Linked DNA regions of Pan troglodytes: region 2 is linked to region 1. A link is a contact called in public HiChIP or PLAC-seq data. All regions are on one chromosome and are shown on one strand. Each heading gives the region's core, a stretch centred on a gene start, on an enhancer-like site or on the middle of the called end of the contact. The rest is flanking DNA. Distances are from core to core; before and after follow the strand shown. Region 1 holds the start of MYOM1 (myomesin 1). Region 2 holds the start of LPIN2 (lipin 2).

Evidence for each region. HiChIP or PLAC-seq counts read pairs in DNA pulled down with a chosen protein or histone mark.
Region 2: an H3K4me3 HiChIP or PLAC-seq map of stem cell-derived excitatory neurons shows a contact between it and region 1, with 4 times the contacts expected there. The contact joins the promoter of LPIN2 here to the promoter of MYOM1 in region 1. A contact is called at or near these places in 1 of 7 Hi-C or Micro-C datasets (stem cell-derived neural progenitor cells) and 1 of 1 datasets of contacts at active chromatin or transcription factors (stem cell-derived excitatory neurons).

The regions. Positions count from the first base shown.
Region 1 is chr17:27,643,331-27,649,415 of NHGRI_mPanTro3-v2.0_pri, forward strand. MYOM1 (myomesin 1) reads left to right here and starts at 1,489. Exons shown (of 39, transcript XM_024350980.3): 1 at 1,489-1,572. MYL12A (myosin light chain 12A) reads right to left here and starts at 186. Exons shown (of 4, transcript XM_512041.8): 1 at 61-186. The coding sequence starts at 144.
Region 2 is chr17:27,880,797-27,886,648 of NHGRI_mPanTro3-v2.0_pri, forward strand. It overlaps LPIN2 (lipin 2), which reads left to right and starts at 3,267. Exons shown (of 21, transcript XM_016933402.4): 1 at 3,267-3,536.

The sequences.
Region 1 (6,085 bases), core at 239-2,738:
TATAGAGCAATATATAATGGTTCTCTGGGTCCTGTTACTGAGTTTCCTTCTTTTTTGTACCTGTTGTTGCAGTGTTAAGTCTTCCTCCCCCCATCCTTTCCGCAGATGGTTGCGTCCGTCCTGTGGCTTTGCCTGGCCGCACATTCCAAGGCACGGCGAAGGGCGGGGCCCGTCGGCCCAAGTCCTTGTAGGGAAATCGAGGAGAGGGCTGCGGGCCCACGTGACTGACCATCGCCCCGCCCCGAAGCCGGGCTCCAGCTTGTGGGCGGTAGTGCGCCTGCGCTTGACGCCGCGCGCGGGGTCTGGGTCTCCGCCTGAGGGCCCCGGAGCAGTTCGCGTATCCCGGGAGCGGATCTTGATGCTAGCTCTGTGTGCAGTGTAATTTTATGAAGAGTCCCGCCCCCTCCATACGGGAGGAAACGTATGTCCCTGGGGCCCTCAGCCAAGCGTCCACTATCTTTTTGGCCCAGACGGATTTCCCAGGTCACAAGTGGCTGGAGACTTCCTCTTGAAAAACATTTGCCGTCGTTTTTCCCTGGCAGAGCCCCTTTGACCCTGGCTAACAAGGACAGCCTGACTTGGATCCCACTATGCAGGAAGGAAGGCGACTCTTCCCCGCACCTCTTGCTACGATTAGGACTTGCGGCTTGGTGAAAACAGGAATCAAAACTTGGGCCTGTTTCTCCTGAGGTCTGCTTGCCTAGAACAATTCGTAACAATGAATCTTATTAAAAAGAGAAAGTCCTCCCCGACTTTATCTTTTTCCGCCCAGAATCCGATAAGGAAGACTTGTTCTGGCCCCCTCAGCTCTCTGACCTCATCTACCAGAGGAGTGAGTGGGATCCTCTAACACTCGAGCCGTCATCCCAGCACTAGGGGACAGTGACCAGTGTGGCTCCCGTGGCCAGAACCCTTCTGAAGTTTGGGTTGCCCTGTGGTCTTCGCCTTCAAAGGAGGCCGTCACTTGAATCCTTCTGGAACGGACAGTGTTACTGTAAACGCTGCGGAATAGTGTCTTCTAAGTATTCGTAGCTTCTTTCTTGAGGGATCTCGGGAACGTTCCGTGTATTAACCACTAACATATTCCAAAGTTAACTTCGTGGTAAAGTCACTGGGGAAAAAAATAACTGCTCCAGTTCCACAGGTGATTGAAACAAACGTGATTTGTTTCCCAAACTTCCTTGATGGTAAAGAATGACTTGGGGTACTAATTAAAAATAAAAATAATTGCGTCATTTCCAACCTACTAAATCAGAGTCTTTAAGGGCAGGTCCTGGGAAGTCATCCATGTAATGGGGGTCCTAAGTGGGCTCTTATCGGCGAGGGCGGGGACTCAGCGAGACGGCTGGCAGCGACGGGACAAACCCCAGACGGCTGCGCGGATGCGTTTGTTCCTGGAGCTTGCGAGCACTTGCAATGCATGGACACCTCCACAGGGTGGTGGCCTGCCACCACGAGAGCACCAGCTCCGCCAGCGTCCTCTCCAGAGGACACTTTAGAGCAGAAAGAAACGGACAGTTCAGTCTTCCCCTCAGCTTGAAGGCAGCATTCTTTTGCTTCTCTTTGAGTCAGGTAATTGTCTTGTCTTCCTTCCACTCAGTCAGCAGGTATTAAACAGCAACCGCATTGCCAAGCACTGTGGTGGGGGCTGTGGCTTATGCTTTCTGGAGCAGAACATAGTTGTTGCTACCTTGGGGATGGGGGCGGGGGGAATAGAAAGAATGCGGAGTTAGCGGAGTATCAGGGAACAAGGGTGGAACAGATATAATAATTACAGTACAGTTAGTTAGGGCCTATTGAAGGAGCACAAACGAAGAGTAAACTTGTCTGGGAACTAGTGGAAGGTGTCCTCCAGGGGATGTTAAAGAGCTAATTCTAGAATTAATTCAGTGGGGAAAGAAAAGGAGAGGGAGATGCCAGGCAGAGGGAGCAGCATGCCTGATTGTCTGGAGGTGATCAGAGGGCCTGGCTGATTGAAGATGAACAGGAATTGTGTAGTCTGTGTTCATTCATTCATTTATTCATTCCACAACTATGGATTTAAAAACGGTTAGTCAACCAATGTGGAAAAATAGCATCTCGATAAAATGTTCTTCAAATGTCCACCTAGTATTTTGATATTCAGTTTTCATGACTGGACCCACCATCAAAGGCCTCTGACTCTGATATTTCTATCCTTTGGACCCTATGGGAGATCTTTGCCTCCATGTGATAATCTCCTTCTCACGTTTTTACTAAAAGTTTGGAGACTTGAATTCTGCTCCAAATAGAGTGAAACAGGGTCTTGCTCTATTGCCCAGGCTGGAGTGCTGTGTTCGATCACAGCTCACTGCAGCCTCCATCTCCCAGGTTCAAGCCATCCTCCCTCAATCTTTTGACCAATACTCATAGTAAGAAATTTATTTCACTAAGAAATACTTGACTACCTATAATGTTTTTCAAGGATTTCTATTCTGTTCTTTTCAATTCTGTTATTAGTCTGCTTTAGCTGCCATACAAAATACTACACACTGGGTGGCTTAAACAACAGAAATTTATTTCTTATACTTCTGGAGGCCGGGAAGTCCAAGATCAAAGTGCTGGCCAATTCGATTGAAGGCCCTCATCCTGACTTGCAGATAGTCAGTCGCCTTCTCCCTGTGTTCTCATGTGGCAGAGAGATCTCACTCTCTTCCTCTTTTTTTTTTTTTCCTTTTTAAAATCTTTTTTTTTTGTATTTTTATTTTTTTACTTTTATTTACTTATTTTTTTGAGATGGAGTCTCACTCTGTCGCCCAGGCTGGAGTGCAGTGGCACGATCTCAGCTCACTGCAACCTCTGCCTCCTAGGTTCAAGTGATTCTTGTGCCTCAGCCTCCCAAGTAGCTGGGATTACAGGCATGTGCCACCACGCCTGGCTAATTTTTTTTTTTTTTTTTTTTTGTATTTTAGTAGAGACAGGGTTTCACCATGTTGGCCAGGCTGGTTGCCAACTCCTGACCTCAGGTGATCCACCCGCCTCAGCCTCCCAAAGTGCTTGGATTACAGGCATGAGACGCCACACCTGGCCTCTTTTTTTGTACTTTTAGTAGAGACAGAGTTTCACCATGTTGGCCAGGCTGGTCTCAAACTCCTGACATCAAGTGATCTGCCCGTCTGTGCCTCCCAAATGGCTGGGATCTCTTCCTCTTCTTATGAGCCTTCAGTGTTAATGGAATTAGGGCCGACCGTTATGACTTCATTTAACCTTAATTATATTTTAATTATATCTCCAGATACAGTCACACTGGGGGTTAGGCCTTCAACATATGAATTTGGCAGGGAGGGGACACACAATTCAGTCCATAGCAAATTCTATGTCATTTAATTTCTAGAATACCTCTCAAGGCCCACTAAATGTGAGCTTATGATCCACTATTGCAGTGGTTCTCAATAGTGGAGGAGTGGTGGTTGGGTTTTGCCCTGAAGGAACATTTGGCGATGTCTGGAGAGACAGTTTTGCTTTTCACAAACGGGACAGATACTGCATCTAGTGGGGAGAAGCCAGGGATGCTGCTAAACATCCTACTATGCACGGGACGGCCCTCGACAACAGAACGTTATTCAGCCCAAAAAGTCAGTAGTGCTTAGGTTGAGAAAACCCAGCACTAATCATTTGGAAACTCAATATTTATAGTAATCAATTATTTTGGGAGTACTATAATTTCTACAAGGTCACTATCCATTGCTCCTGCCTCAGAGTAAGGTGGTGGTGTTTTTTTTCCCCAAGTGAGATCTAAAGGGAGAAAAAAATGGAATGAACAGTTATTATTATCTGTGCCTATTATGTGCTAGGTATTCTATATAAACATTTCTAATATATAATTCTTACAACAACCCTGTGAGATAGATATTATTACCTCCGTTTCATTGATTGGGACACAAGCTCAAATACTTGAATGATCTGCACAGGTTTCCCAAAAGGTAATGAAAGAACCTGGGTTATAAATCCTGTCTCTGATTGTCCGGGGGTAGAATAGAAAGGAAAACAGTAAATATGTGGATATTTATCCACATATCTCTAACTCCTAATACAATGCCTAATATCCACAGGTGCCGGTAAATACATGGTAACTGGTCAATTGTTCAAGTGCACATAGCTAGTAAGTGGCCCAGCCCAAAGCCCATATTTTATTTTACTGTACTGTGCTTTCTCCTTTGGTCCAAAGTAGGAAAATTTCGTTACCCAAACAACAGCAAGGAAGCATAGCAGAATGGATCCTTGATATTTACAACCTAAGTCAATGATTTTATATGGATCACTTGCAATTTTTATTGCATGTAAGAAACTATTGAATGTTAAGAGACATGGCTTACATTCTGGTTTTGCCTACATACATGGAATTCTAATTCTTCATACATGAAATATTTATGATGTAACAATTAGCATTAATCCTTTAATTCAGGAAAACAGTAGGAGGAGCTCCTTTCTTTTAAATGAATAAGCATTTACATAAATCTGTATAATAATTAATTTTAGAGCACCAAAACTACAAATAATATATTACAAAGATATAGAAGATTCTACATATATAAAGAATTGCTTTTTTAAAAACTTTAGTCAGAATTATCATTAAAGTCAGGGATGATAAATGAGATAAAAAATTATGTGAAATTGAATTAAGGGTATTTGGGGATACTTATTACTTCCATACTAGAAAATTTGAAAAAATAAGTTAAATAGATACATGCTTAGAAAAATTAAAATACTAAATGAGATGTAAGAACAGAGAATATGAATAAAGCAAACAAAAAAAGGAATAAGGATTATATAGATAATAAATTATCTGGCAGTATTAGTCTGTTTTCATTCTGCTGATAAAGACATACACGAGGTCAGGCGCAGAGGCTCATGCCTGTAATCCCAGCACTTTGGGAGGCCAAAGTGACTGGATCGCTTGAGGTCAGGAGTTCGAGACTAGCCTGGCTAACATGGTGAAACCCCATCTCTACTAAAAATACAAAAATTAACTGGGCGTGGTGGTGCGTGCCTGTAATTCCAGCTACTCAGGAGGCTGAGGTTGGAGAATCACTTGAACCTGAGAGGCGGAGGTTGCAGTGAGCCGAGATCATGCCACTGCCCTCAAGCCTGGGCTACAGAGCAAGACTCCATCTCAGAAAAGAAAAAAAGACATACCTGAGACTGGGTAATTTACAAAAGAAAGAGGTTTAATGGACTTACAGTTCCATGTGGCTGGGGAGGCTTCACAATCATTGCGGAAGATGAAAGTCACGTCTCACATGGTGGCAGAGAAGAGCTTATGCAGGGAAACTCTCCTTTTTAAAGCCATCAGATCTCATGAGACTTATTAACTATCATGAGAATAGCACGGGAAAGAACTGCCCCCATGATTCAATTACCTCCCACTGGGTCCGTCCCACAACACGTGGGAATTTAAGATGAGATTTGGGTGGGGACACAGAGCCAAGCCGTATCATTCCACCCTGGCCCCTCCTAAATCTCATGTCCTCACTTTTCAAAACCAATCATGCCTTCCCAGCAGCCCCCCAAAGTGTTATTTCAGCATTAACTCAGAAGTCCACCGTCCAAAATCTCATCTGAGTCAAGGCAAGTCCCTTGCACCTGTGAGCCTGTAAAATTAAAAGCAAGTTAGTTACTTCCTAGATACAAGGGGGGTACAGGCATTGGGTAAATATAGCCATTCCAAATAGGAGAAATTGGCCAAAACAAAGGGACTACAGGCTCCAAGCAAGTCCAAAATCCAGCAGGACAGTCAAATCTTAAAGCTCCAAAATGATCTCCTTTGACTCCATGTCTCACATCCAGGTCACGCTGATGTAAGAGGTGGGTTCCCATGGTCTTGGGAAGCTCTGCTCCTGTGGCTTTGCAGGGTACAGCCTCCCTCCTGGCTGCTTTCCCAGGCTGACGCTGAGTGTCTGTTGCTTTCCAGGCACACAGTGCAAGTTGTCGGTGTATCCATCACTCTGGGGTCTGGAGGACAGTGGTCCTCTTCTCACAGCTCCACTGAGTGGGGCCCCAGTAGGGAGTCTGTGTTGGGTCTCCCACCCCACATTTCCTTTCTGCACTGCCCTAGCAGAGGTTCTCC
Region 2 (5,852 bases), core at 2,017-4,516, 240 kb after region 1:
GAACCGTGATCACACCACTTCACTTTGGCCTGAACAACAGAGTGAGACCCTGTCTCCAAAAAAAAAAAAAAAAAAAAAAAAAAATCCTGTTGCAAAAGGGATGATGGAATGCCTGAAGCATACAGACTAGAAGGAGCAGGATAGAAAATTAGAGAGAAAAGGAGCACACTGGATGCCACGCTAGGGAACTTGGCTTGCTTCGTCAAGACAATGGGTTGCCAACCACCTGTGCCATGGCCAGGTCTGCAATTCAGAGTAGAGGATGCTTCGAATTGGGCAGGACTAGACGGTAGGGAGACCAGCTGGCATATTCCTACAATGGACCACAAGAGAAATGGCGAGGGCCTAATCACAAGCAGGGGTGAGTGGTGCAACAGAGGAGAGCCCTCAAAGTGGCCAATAGAGTAGCTCTGCAGAGAGCTAGAGCAGGAGTGACAAGACTTCCCTTAGCAAGAGTAGGAATGATGAGGAGGAATAATGAGGAGGAATGATGGAGACAGCATGGGAGTAGAGGGAAATGAGACTCCCTCCTAGGTTTCTGGCAAGTATGTCTAAACAGATGACAGCGCCATCAGCCAGGATAGGAGATTCAGGTGGAGCAGGTTTGAAGAAGCACAAATAATGGGTTTGAATCTGACATCACTGTGGACCTTGCTGGTTGAGACGTTGAAAGCCACTGAGCACAGGCATGTAGAATTCAGAGGAGTTCCCACTAATGAGAGGAGGAGAGAGTTTCAAGAAGGAAATAATGATCAACAGCATCTTGCCCTGCAGAGATCATGAGGCATGGGACATGAAAGGGGTCTGTTTTCTTCGGCAACCAGAAGGTCATAGTGACTTTAGCCTGAGCAGTTTCAGGGTTAGAGGAGGAGCAACCCTGTGAAGATGGGAGAAAACCTGAAACTCTTTCAGGTAGCTTGGGTGGGAAGAGAAGCTGTGTGATAAGTCAACAGCCTGAGGGGGAACCGAGGGGCCACAAAAGCTTCTTTTTCAAGTGCAGGAATGAAGCCAGAATTGAGGAAGAGGGGACAATTAGTGGAGTGAGGTTCCTCACCTTGGAGCTGGAAGGTGGTGGGTCAGAGGCCAGTTGAAGGAAGCGCTTTCTTCCTCTGACACTCGAGTGGAGTAGGTGGACCTGGGGTGGCCCCTCCACACTTCCTAGGGCAGGAGGTGAAGGGATTTATCATGCAACAAACATTTAATGAGTCACCACTTAAGTGGTGGTGTAAGCTGGTGGACACGGGAAAATGAGGAAAATATTAGCAATATGAACCAATCGTTCTGAGTGAGGTCTCAAACGCAAGGTTGTTTGGAGGAAGGGAGGGGAGCTCTAGGGCTTCCTGAATGATGAAAGGAAGGAAGGGAGCTTGGCAGAATATTTCCCTCCCAAGGCAGAGATAGAGAAAATAGCCTGAGAGAAACAGGAGAAGTCTAAGTGGGAGAAATGGAAGAAAGGAAAGAAAATGAACTCTAACAGCCTGTTCCAGGTTGCAGACACTAACGTAGGCACTTTATAGGTTATCACGGGGAATCCACAAAACAATTCTGTAAGAAAGACACTACTATCTTTATTTTACTGACGTAGAAACTGAGGATTAAATTCTTTCTCTAGCTTTAATTTTTCTTCTCCATATTTATAAAATCCATTGAATATGGAGGGGGATATTTTAGTCCTCTTAAATTTTTATTTTACTTGTGAAGCCAAGTGAGAAGCAGTGAAATGAGGAAAATTCCTAGTGGTCTTGTGCCAGTGAAACTACCTATGTTTCTGTAGGGCCTTGATTACAGATGGGGCAAAACTTGATCGAGTTTCACAGAAAAGCAGAAGGAACTTAAGTGAAGAAGTGGTCGCCTGCTCCCTGAATCCAAGCACTGCCCAGCTACACCAGGCACTGGTGGGAAGAAACTCGGCTGCAGCTGGATCCTTCACGGAGCAGCTTTGTGTATGCAAATGCCTATTTCAGTACCCTTAGCACTGTATAAATGATCACACACAAGATGCACCTCATAAATTAACTGGCATTTATATAGAAGTAACATAGGCTTCTGTTCATTACTTTCAATCATAGAATAGTAATAGAATAGGCTGCAAATTAAAAACCAGTGTGCACCAATAGTATATAGCACCAGCAATCCAGTTTTTTTTGTTTTTTTTTTTTTTGAGACAGTTTCGCTCCCAGGCTGGAGTGAAGTGGCGCAATCTCGGCTCACTGCAACCTCCGCCCCCTGGGTTCAAGTGATTCCACCGCCTCTTCCTCCTAAGTAGCTGGGATTGCAGGCGCGCCAACATGCCCGGCTAATTTTTGTATTTTTAGTAGAGGCGGGGTTTTGCCATGTTGGCCAGGCTGGTCTCCAACTCCTGACCTCAGGCGATCAACCCGCCTTGGCCTCCCAAAGTGCTGGGATTACCGGCGTGAGCCACCGCGCCGGGCCCCATTTCTTTTCTTTCTGAGACGGAGTCTCTCTGTCGCCAGGCTGGAGTGCAATAGCGCCATCTCGGCTCACTGCAACCTCCGCCTCCCGGGTTCAACTGATTCTCCTGCCTCAGCCTCCTGAGAAGCTGGGATCACAGGCACGCGCCACCACGCCCGGCTGGTTTTTTGTATTTTCAGTAGAGACGGGGGTTTCTCCATGTTGGCCAGGCTGGTCTTGAACTCCTGACCTCAAGTGATCCGCCTGCCTCGGCCTTCCAAAGTGCTAGGATTACAGGCGTGAGCCACTCATTTCTTAAAAAGTATATTTTAATGCTGGGGACGGTGGCTCATGCCTGTAATTCCAGTACTTTGGGAGGCCGAGGGGCGAGGATGCTTGAGCCCAGGAGTTGGAGACCAGCCGGGGTAACACAGCGATAAAAAGAATAAACAAAAAACAACAACAGAACCCCGGCATATTTTTAAAAATGAGTTGTGTAATAGATTTTTTTTTTTTTTTTGGTGGAGATGTAAGTAAGCAAAGGAGATGTGCTGCTAGTGATCAAAAGGGGATTATAAAACATTCATTCCCTAGACTTTTTTTGCACTTTAATATTCCTTTTTGGCAATTGGGCTCTCAGTCCCACGTGACCTGCCGCAGGGTTGCCATGGGGACCGGAAGAAACTTTTTTTTTTAAAACAAAGTAAGGCTCCTGTCGCCCGAGGCACTAGAAAATCGAGGCCCCGCCCTCACTTGGCCAGGGGCCCGGGCCCGCAGCCCAGGGACTGGGAGCGGTAAGAAGCCGCACGCCTGCCGCTCGGCGGCGGGGGCGCGGCGCGCGGCCGGGAGCGCGCGTCACGTGGCTGGGGCGGGGCCTGCGCGCTGCCCGCCCGCCAGCTGCCGGCTCGGCCGCCGCAGCCGCCGCGTCCCATTCATGAGGGCCGCCCGACTCAGCTGCGGCCCAGGCGGCTTCCAAGGCAGCGGCGGCTGCGGGCGTTCCGACCCCGCGCGCGCCCCCGACCGGCCCCGCCCCCTCGGCTTCCCTCCCTGGCGGGTCCTAGCCGTCGCAGTCCAGCCGCCGCCTGCCCTCAGCCGCCCGCTGGCCGGGAGCGGAGCCGCTGCAGGTAAGTGGGCGCGGGCCGGGCTCCTCGCAGGCGTCCCTCCGGGGCTGGCGGTGAGTGTCTGTGCCTGGGGGCTTCCCTTGGCGCGGGCCCGGGGCTGTCCTCCTGGAGGTCGGGACCCTCCGGGGCGGCGCGGGCCCGGGGCTGTCCTGCTGGAGGCCGGGACCCTCCGGGGCGGCGCGGGTTGAGCCGCCCCTCCTCGCGCCCCAGTCCCCGCTTCCCGGTCCCCGCGTCCCAGTCCCCGCCTCGCCGCGACCGCGCCACGTAGACGCGGCCCCTACCGCCGCCGCCGCAGGACGGACCGGCGGGGTGCGCGGGGAGCCGGGGGCGGCGGGGCGTCAGTGGTGGCTGCTGAGGACTCTGAACCCGCGCAGTTCCCCCCCCGCCGCCCTGGGGATGGTTACCCGAGACCACCCCTAACCCTGGGTTTGGGGCGCGGAGGGGAGTGCGGAAGGCGCGCGGGAGGCCGCGTCTCCATCCCGCCCCCGGCCGTGCGGGAGGGGGCGCCGGGCACGTGATCTGCGGCGAGGCGGGGGCCGCCGAGTTGCTGGTGTTTCTTCCCCGCCGCGCTTTGCCCCGCACCTCCGCCTTCAAGCTGTGTGGACCGGATTCAAATGTGATTAGTTTTCTCAAAGCCCCCAGCCCCCGGTGCAGATCTTAATTTGTAAGGAACATGTTCAGATACAGTTTGTACTGAGAGCCTCTCTGTCAACTTCTAACGCCAGCGGATCACCATTTTCTCCACTCGCCTGAACATTTTAAGACTCTTTTCATTGAAAATTCAAGATGACATTTTTTAGGCATAATTATGCAAACCAGTACCAGAAAGATCACCCTTCCTTTCAGAAAAGTACTGGAACTCTGAATACTTGGAAATGCTTTGAAGGACTTCTTAGTAAATGGCCAAACTAATTTTTAATGCACATTTGGGGCTTACCCATTTTTTTTTAATTGGAAACGAGGCTCTAGACTTGGTGTCCAGGTAGGCCCTGTTGAAGCTCTTTACCCAGTAGTGATGATGGGTGTTACTGTTTATTAAAACTTGGCCTGGCTAGATTATAATGTTTTGACAATACAAAGTCGGTTTTGAAATACATTTTGAAATATTTACGAATTATTTAGTGGCCCATACTGGTTTATGTTTTAACGGTCTGGTGTTGATCATTCTTAGTGGCTTAAGATTGAGAAGAAGTGGCAGGTGATGCCGAAGCGGGGGAGAATCGGCAGAGCCGGCCACACAGTGCAGGGGACGGAGACAGGTGCTGGGCTGGTCCTCCTGCAGCATCCTCAGTTGTTGGAGGGCAGTCATCCTCAGGCCGTACCCAGCCAGAGAAGAAAAAGAACAGTGTGAAGCCACGTGTGATAGCCATCCAACATCGGCTCTTCCCTCCAATTACATTGTAGTTGATTGTGGTATGTCAGACTGAAGTATCTCTTTTATTTCGAGACAGAGTCTCACTCTGTCGCCCAGGCTGGAGTGTAGTTGCGCAGTCTCCAATCACTGCAATCTCTGCCTCCTCTGTTAAAGCGATTCTTGTGCCTCAACCTCCCGAGTAGCTGGGATTACAGGCATGAGCCACCACTCTCAGCTAATTTTTGTATTTTTATTAGAGACCGGGGGTTTCACCATGTTGGCCAGGCTGGTCTCGAACTGCCGACCTCAGGTGATCCGCCCCCCTCGGCCTCCCAAAGTGCTGGGATTACAGGCGTGAGCAACCGCCCCAGCCAGACTGAGGTATCTCCATGCCCAACTTTTGATAGAGGTAGCCATAGAAAGCTAGAAATGAAACGACAGGTTCTGTTTTAACGTTTGATGGCACAGTCGAGAGTCAATAGGCACGCATTATGCTTAAGAGAAGCTGGAAATGAAGTGTTTGGAAACCCTTGAATACTATAGTAAAGCACTGTTAAGAAGAAAATAATAGAGTCACCTGGGGGTTTGTCTTCTTTATTGCTAGGAGAATGTAGCAATAGAAGTTCTCATCGCCCTGTATTGCACTTTTGGTTGTAAGGACTGGACCCAGAGTTCCTGAAAGCCAAACTCCATAGCTGCTCAGTAAGTTCCAAGCACATAGCCGGCTTTCGGATGCGATTTGGTCGAGGTCTGTTGAATGAAGGTAGACGCAGCAGGCAGTTTGTCCTTACCAGTGACCTGGAAGACGGTGGCACTTCCTGAGTGAGCTCACTTACCTTCCCTGAATGGTGAGGCATGGATGAATATTCCTGGTGGTGCCACGTGTTAGAGGTGGTAAAGGGTCAAATGTTTATTAATATTACATTATGGCTTGGTTCTCTGTGTCAGCTATTTTTCTATGCCTT